2 separate regions of the Anser cygnoides genome follow, and region 1 is linked to region 2. The links are chromatin contacts, called in public Hi-C maps. All regions are on one chromosome and are shown on one strand. Each heading gives the region's core, a stretch centred on a gene start, on an enhancer-like site or on the middle of the called end of the contact. The rest is flanking DNA. Distances are from core to core; before and after follow the strand shown. Region 1 holds the start of KDSR (3-ketodihydrosphingosine reductase). Region 2 holds the start of ZCCHC2 (zinc finger CCHC-type containing 2).

Region 1 (3,865 bases), core at 539-3,038, 380 kb before region 2:
TAAACAATTCCCTTGTGCCAGGAATGCATTTCCTTGGCAAATGAAGTCATACAAGATGAACACAAACCAAATAACTCAGGAAGGGGAAAATTCAGTATCTGTTGTCATACTTTGAAATCCCAAACCTCCTGCTATGCAGATCCATTGTTGGATTATATGCAGTTCATAAGGTCTTCACCTTTGAATACATTTCCCAGACATAAATTCATGGCACTTTACTCTCCTCAGAACAAAATAAGAGCAGACACTACCTGGTTTGTCAACCACAAGGTTGTAAAAGGGCCCCTTGAACAAAAGGACAAAACTGTACAGACTTCTTCATAAAATCTGAGGGGATTCCATGTTAAACTAGAAGGGCTTTTCAAGTGTGTTTAGTAATATGTGATCATAACCGTGACTAATCAGGACCATATCATGTGTTCAAGGCTTTTAAAGGCCTTGAAAGAATATGTTTAATCTCCATTTACTAGAAGTTTACTGGAGATGATTGCTTTCATCCATGCCCTCACCTCACATTGATACAGAGAGTGATATTGTGTTGTATTGTGAAAGATGGATTTATCTCCACCTGCTTTGCTTTATCTCCATACTGCTGACATTTGGGCTTTTAAAGTCTCACCGTGTTCGGCAGTGGATGTCTATAAATAGCGTCTAGTTATTACCTTATCAATCTCTTCTTTTGTGTTTAATTAACATTATACAGAAGACAACACACACAGGTTGTCCTGTAAGTAAAGAAGGAAATGAACGTATTTGCTGCATTTTCTGGTCTAGATCCTACTTTGACTTCTGCTAACAATGTAATTAATGTACTGTCTTTTCTCAGATGGACCACTAATCAATTCTTTCCCTTCCGTTGTTGTCATTGCGGCAGCTATCATCTTATTAGGCATGATTTCTTCCTCTCATTTCCTCATGCCTCTGCAGCACTGTGACGAAGACGTATTCCAGGTCAACCCCATTTCAGAACCAATTCTGGGTTTCTCCCCCCTTTACTGCACCAAATCCAGAGCCTTTGTCCTCACCTTGAAAACCGCCTAATCCCTGCCCACACCTCTGTTCCCATTTCCGCCTACTCGCTACTTCTAATCTCGTCTCCAGTATTATTTTCACACCCTCCTGCACACCCTCTTGCCTAGTGTTTTCCTGTCCGATCGTTACGTCTCTGGGGCTGCAGCTTTACTCTGCGTACCCCGTAAAGTGTTTTGTGAGAGACAGAACCTGCACCGCGTTTCGTGAAATAAAATAATTTGAGGGGGGCTCTTTTCAGTTAGAAACGGTGAAAAACTTTTGAATGCGGATGATTATACTGAATGAATATCTAAGACATACGTATGGCGTTATTTTATTTGGACTAGTGAGGAGGTCAGGGCTTAAGCGCTTCGCAGCGCCACACCGGGCGATTTCCCCCCAGCATCCCCCTCCGAGCGTTAGCCGTTAACGGTCGCCAGGCGCCGCGCGCGGGCCTCCCCTCACGGCTCCGCGCGCCCAACCCCGCCCCCTCCTTTCGGCGGGAAGCCCACGTGACACCGAGGGGGCGTGGCCAGAGGCCCGTCGTGGGGGGGGGGGAGGGGGGGCGCCCTCCGCCCTTTGCCTCCCCGCGGTGACCCTGCGAACGGCCCGCGGCGCCAATCTCCGAGCGCCGTCCCTCCCCCCGACCAATCAGCGGGCTCCGCTGGACGCCCGCCGACCAATCGCAGCGCGAGGACCGGAGCCCGCGTGGCCAGCCAATCAGCGCGCGGAGCGGCGGCAGGGCTCTCCCCCCCCCCCCCCCCCCATCCTCCTCCTCCTCCTCCCCGGCCCCGCGGCGCCGCGGCGCAGGCGGGCACCCGCCGCCCTCCCTCCCTCCCTCCGTCGGCCTGAGGGGCTGCGCTTCCTCCCCGTCCTCCTCCTCCTCGCGCCCGGCCCCAGCCATGCTGCTCCTGGCGGCCGCCTTCGTCGTGGCCTTCGTCCTCCTCCTCTACATGGTGTCGCCGCTCATCAGCCCCAAGCCCCTCAAGCTGCCCGGCGCCCACGTCGTGGTGAGTGAGGTGTCGTCTGTGTGGGTGTGGGTGTCCCCCCTTCCCTCCTTTTTATCCCCCCCCCGGCGGCCGTTAACCGCCGCTGCTGGCCGTTTCGACCGTTGGGCCGCGGTTTTTTTTTTTTTTTTTTTTCTTCCTTCTCCAACTGAGCCCCTTGCCTTGGGTCGCGTTCAGAACGATGAAAATATTCCTGCGAGGGAAACCTCGCGCCCAAGCCACGGCTGCTGGCTGCGTTAGCAATTTAAGCTGGGTTTGGCACAAGGGGAAGCCTCGAAAACGGCATTTCTGAGAGTCTTGTTAAAATTTATAAAAATTCTTGTCCAAATAGGGAGTTTATTGCATTAAAATACTGATGGAGCAAAAGGCTGTTGGTGTATTTCAGCCTCACGATATGAATCTGCAGGTAATCAGCTTCATCCGCATTGCTGCTGGCAGAGCTATTGTTTTACTTCGACTTGAGTTATGCTCTTAAAGTATTCCTGCAAACTAGTGAGATGTGGAGCAGCTGTTTCAGTCTTCATTGCTAGTGGAGGACTTGTTCGTGTTAGGTCAGAGGTTGGACTGGGTGATCTTGGGGGTCCCTTCCAGCCTAGACGATTCTGTGATACTCAGACTTGTAGATGCTCTTAATAACCCTGGACACTTGCGCATGTTGGATTTCAAGTTTTCTAGCTAACTGTGTAAGGAAAAATATTGTATAATGGTACTGTAAATCAGAAGCTTTGTTCAGGGAGGCTTTCCACATTGACTGTGTGTGTAAAGGGAATTCCCACATCATCTAATGGCAGTGAGTTTTCTGCTTCCGAAGTTATTAAAGCTTGAAAATATTTAGGACCATCACACTCTTTAAGGATTTCTTTGATGTCTTTTGACAGAAAAATGTCAAAATCTGTTTGTGCTCTGCATATATAATTTCTTGTAAACATATGACTTAATTCAGATAACACCAAAGCTTAATGATTGGTGATCTTTGTCAGGCCTCAGTTAAACCCAGTCTTCAAAATTACTACTTGGGAAAACATTGTGCTATTTCAATATGCTTTTAGTTCAGTTGGTTAAGTAATGTAGTGAGATTCAGACAGGTTTGATTTTACATATTTAACAAAAGGAAGGATGTAAGTTGTTTATTTAGCTGGATAAGCCCTCCTCGGGGGACAAATGATTACCACTTCACAGTAAATACACTTTTTCAACATATACTCAATAAATTTCTTTTTCTGCAGCTTAAAAAGGAAGGCCTATCTATAAACTCTTTTTTTCTGGGAGCTTGTTGAAACTGTTATGAAAATCTGTTGTATTTCTTAACGAAGGTCATCGTACAACTTCGGACACTGTTCCAGACAGCATTTCATACCAATTACTTATTGAATTTTCAATTTAAATCAGCGTTTTTTCACTCTCTACTTAGTTGTTCATAAAATTTATATCTCTCTGCTCCTAAAAGTTATGGTTAATATAGTTAGATGTTTGAGTTGTGGCTAAGTAACTAAGTGGGCAGAGATTTGAATCAGAAAACTTATGATTCTTTTTCATCTGTCTTCTAGCAGAGTCACTTGCATGATGGAAATGCGCCCTGTGTCACCCGAGGCATGCTTTCTGGAGGAATCACGATTATAGGAGTCCCTTTTACTTAGAAAAGACTAGGACTGCTTGTCGCAGTGAAAGTCCACAGAGCTCCAGATTAGTGATGGTGTAATCTTGTGGGGTGTCTTCCTGTTCTCTATCTGCTGTGTATTTTGGTGACCCCAGTGAGCACCATTAAATAAAAACAACTTCTCTGCTCTCACATTAGCTCAAGCATCAGGCATAGCTTAGTCAGTAAAAAGAAATGCTGTTTATACATT
Region 2 (3,881 bases), core at 715-3,214:
GCAGCAATGGGTGGCCAGGGGGGAAAAACCCACGTTTAGATATTGCTGCTGCATATGAGAATGCTTCAGTGCCACTCATGGAGAGTCCTCGCTCTGTGACAGCCACCTTCCAGCAACAAGTGGCACATCTGCTTTCAAGATGTGCTCTGCTGCTTCCTGACAGCCACCCAGAAATTAAGCTTTTCTCTGAACAGAAGTTGCAGTTGTGACATTTTAATTTGCTCGTTTAGTAAAACGATTACCACCCCTTCCCAAAGGCCTTCAACCACCTCACGGAACGCGGCTTTTGAGAACCAGCCTCGCGGCCGCTGACCCTTAACTACAGCCCTGATCCTTGCCAAGTCTCATTTTTGGGGGGAGAGAGCAGCTTCCACGTGAAAATTGCCCCAACACCTTCTATTGTTTGGAGCCCCTGCAGCAAGCTCTCTCAGGCCGTATGGTTTCGATCTGGCGTTATGATTATTTTTACGAGTTTAGCCAAGCTGCCGCTTGCACTTCTGCATCGTGCAACTTCTTCAGCGGCCTGCAGCGTACGAGGCAGCCGCTCGAGCTTTACGGGCACTCTGCATCCTACGCTCTAGCAACACGGGGGCTCTAAAGGCAGCGCACCAGAAAGCATGGCTGGCCAGAAAAAGCACCCCCCCCCCCCCCCACTACGTCATACCGGGCAGTATTACGTCACAGCCCCACATTCGCAGCAGGCCCTACAGAGAAGGGGGGCAGGGCTCTCTGGGTGCCCTCTGCCCATCCCACGGGGGTGGGGGGGCTTCGCCTCGGCTCCTAGAAAATCACGGGGAGGGGGCGAAGAAAGGGGAGGGCGCCCAGCGGGAGGGCAGGGCGCGGGGCACGCCGTTACCTGGGCTCGGGGGCGGCCGAAGCCCTCCTCGTCCTGGTCCCCGCACAGGGCCCTCCGCAGGCGCTCCAGGTGCTCCCTCAGGGTGACCCGCTGGTGGAAGGAGAAGGCCGGGTGCAGCGAGGCCATGGTGAAGAGCAGCAGCAGCTCCTCCTGCGCGCCGAAGCCCAGGCCCTGGGCGGCGGGGAGGGGAGCCTGGCCGTTCTCCCCGGCGCCGTCCATCACCACCACCACGTCGTCGTCGTCGTCCTCCTCCTCCTCGGCCGCCTCCTCCTCGGCAGCGCCCGCCGGGGGCCGCCTTGCCGGGCAGCTCTGCAGGATGGAGTCCACCTGGGGCAGCAGGCGGTGCAGGCGGCCGGCGGCCTCGCGGTTCTCGGAGCCCAGCAGGGCCAGGTAGACGATGAGCTTGGAGCGCACGGCCGGGTCGCGGAAGTCGCCGAGCTGCCCGGGGTCGCTCAGCCCGTTGGCCTTGGCCTCCGAGTCGCGGAGGCAGTGGTAGTCCTTGCGGGCCAGGTCCTCCAGGCACGAGCCGAGGAACCGCAGCTCCAGCGGGTTGCACAGGTCCAGCAGCCCCACCATGAACTCCAGCCGCTGCGCCGAGCCCAGCACCAGCCCGAACCACTCGTACACCGTCTCCTTGTCGGTGCGGGCCGCCGCCGCGCCGGGCCCACCGCCGGCACCGCCACCGGCAGCGCTCGGCGTGGCGGCGGCGGCGGCGGGGGGAGGCGGCGGGCCGGGCCCGGGCCCCGTCCCGGTTCCCAAGCCGTGCAGCTGGCTCGGCCTGTCCGGCCCGCACCCCCTCCCCGCGGCGGCTCCCCCGCGGGCCGGCGGCCGGGGCAGCTGCTGCAGCTGGAGGTGACAGTCCAGGGCCGCGCCGGGCTCCTTCAGCCCCAGCCCCGCGGCCGCCGCCTCTTCCGCCGCCGCCGCCTTGTGGCTCGTCTGCTTGAGGGGCAGCTTCATCTTCAGCATCCTCGGCGAGGGGCGGCCGCCAGCGTCCCGCGGGGCCCGGCTGCGGGGCTGGGCGCGGAGGGGAAGGGGACGAAGGGGGGTGGCGGCGGCGCTCAGGCGGAGCCGCCGCTCATCGCCGCCGCGGCCCTGCCGGCGCGGGAGAGGCGCGCGCGGGGGCAACGCTCCGGTGCGTGCCGGGAAACGGGGGGGGCCGGAGGGAGGGAGGGAGGGAGGGGGCGGCGGCTCCCGCAGCGCCCCCCCGGCCGCCGCCTCCTCCTCCTGCCGCTGCCCCTATCGGCGCCGCCGACGTCAGCGCGCTCGCGACCGCGGGGCGGGGCGGCCGTTGGGGCCGTTAGGGCCGCTGCGGGGGGTGTGTGGCGTGCTGAGGGGGGCGCCGCCAGGAGGAAGGGTTCCCTAAGGGTGGGCGCTGTGAGGGCGCTGCCGCCGCCCTGCTCTGTTCCCAGGCCTGCGGGGAGCCCGCAGTTATCGGATTGAACAGCCCGAGCAATCTTGCTTCTTGCTCCGGCTCCCGCACGTTTACATAAAGACGGCGTAACTGAAAACAGAATCGCAAAACCCGTCCCATCACGGTGAAGAACAAAATGTGGCCCGCTAATTAGAATTATGCAAAGCAGCGTCCCTAAACAGCTTACAGCAACAAAGTACGAAGGGCCGCTGCTAACCCCCCCCTTATCTGTCTGTCCGGGAGCTGATTGTGCTGCCATGAAAGAGCCTATTTATTAAACAACCAAGTAAATGTCATGCAGATTGTAATAATCTTGCATGCATCGTTCAGATTTGACACAGACCTTCAGTGTACTCTTCAGTGGTGGTTACAGACTAAACCATATCCTGATTTCTTATATATATTCAGTGAGTACATATACTCACATACATACATTCTATTAAAAAATAAACTTTTAGGTAGTATATGTTAGGTTTATACTTTCCTAATGGCTGCTTTGACCTCTTCTAGTAACACAAATAGACTTGAACCCGATTCAGCTAACTCCACTCTTTCATTACCTTCACAGACCATGGTCACTGCCATCACGGCCTCTTCCAAGGCTTGTGACAGCAGAAATGTAGCAGGGAGCAGGAAGTTGTTCTACTGTTTTCTCCCAGATTGCTAGCAGTTCTTCATCAGTCCCAGAACCAGGAAGGTGAAGAGTAGGTGTAAGAGGTCTCATAAACCCCTTTATTCTTCCATTTTATCTTCCTATGCTGTTCACTGGTTAGGGCCTGGCTGGACCGATGAATCACTCCAAATACTTACAGTTAATAGAACAGTTATCATAATATCCCAAGATAATATTTTCTTACCATTATGAAGCAATAATTCTTGTCTCATTATTACGAGTTTTCTGTTTTGTTTTGTTTCCAAATAAAATCAGCCATGACTATCACAGCAGATATACTAAGCTGAAATCATGGATTTACTGAAACATGACCAGAGGCCTCTACTTTGAACGGCTGTTTCATCTGAATAGAATTTGCAGGATCAGAATTAAAATTGTATGGGTGTTAGAAATAACATTTCTCATATTTTAACAATATGTGATTCGAATAAAACGTGACATAGTTCCAAACAGATGACACCATGGAGGGGGGAAAATGAATTTAATTTTGGTGGGAGGGAAGAAGGCAATGAGAGAAAGAGAAAGTCCACTGAACCATTCATAAGTCCACAAAGGTATGAAAAATTGCACATGCATGAGGGTAATGGTTGAAAGTACACTCCCCAAGTCCAGAAAATACTTGAGCATGTGCCTACGTCCATCCCGATGTGATAGTTCCCAAGCTGATGCTAAGTTTCACAACTAAGCTGAAGAACCTGATTAACTCAGCCCCTTTGTATCTCTGGTTTTCTAATGGTTTAAATTATGATACCTGAGGAAAACAGATTTGCAATATAGGAAAAACAAAACAAAACAAGAAAAAAAAAAAACAGGAAAGGGACTGGTGTGAGAAGGCAAAAAGAAAACAAAGATACTCTAAGTGGGCTTAGAAGCATTTCAGTAGCTCAGGGAGTTGGCAGCAAGAAGAAACAGGACAATGTGGAACAAGGACTCTGAGTATC

What was found. A called contact is a pair of places that touch in the nucleus more often than the background predicts.
Region 1: a Hi-C map of liver shows a contact between it and region 2, with 1.8 times the contacts expected there. The contact joins the promoter of KDSR here to the promoter of ZCCHC2 in region 2. A contact is called at or near these places in 2 of 7 Hi-C or Micro-C datasets (both in liver).

The regions. Positions count from the first base shown.
Region 1 is chr2:82,957,891-82,961,755 of Taihu_goose_T2T_genome, reverse strand. It overlaps KDSR (3-ketodihydrosphingosine reductase), which reads left to right and starts at 1,788. Exons shown (of 10, transcript XM_013187418.3): 1 at 1,788-2,021. The coding sequence starts at 1,914.
Region 2 is chr2:82,581,666-82,585,546 of Taihu_goose_T2T_genome, reverse strand. It overlaps ZCCHC2 (zinc finger CCHC-type containing 2), which reads right to left and starts at 1,964. Exons shown (of 13, transcript XM_066992532.1): 1 at 857-1,964. The coding sequence starts at 1,822. It overlaps LOC106039942 (a long non-coding RNA gene), which reads left to right and starts at 2,100. Exons shown (of 4, transcript XR_001209581.3): 1 at 2,100-2,674.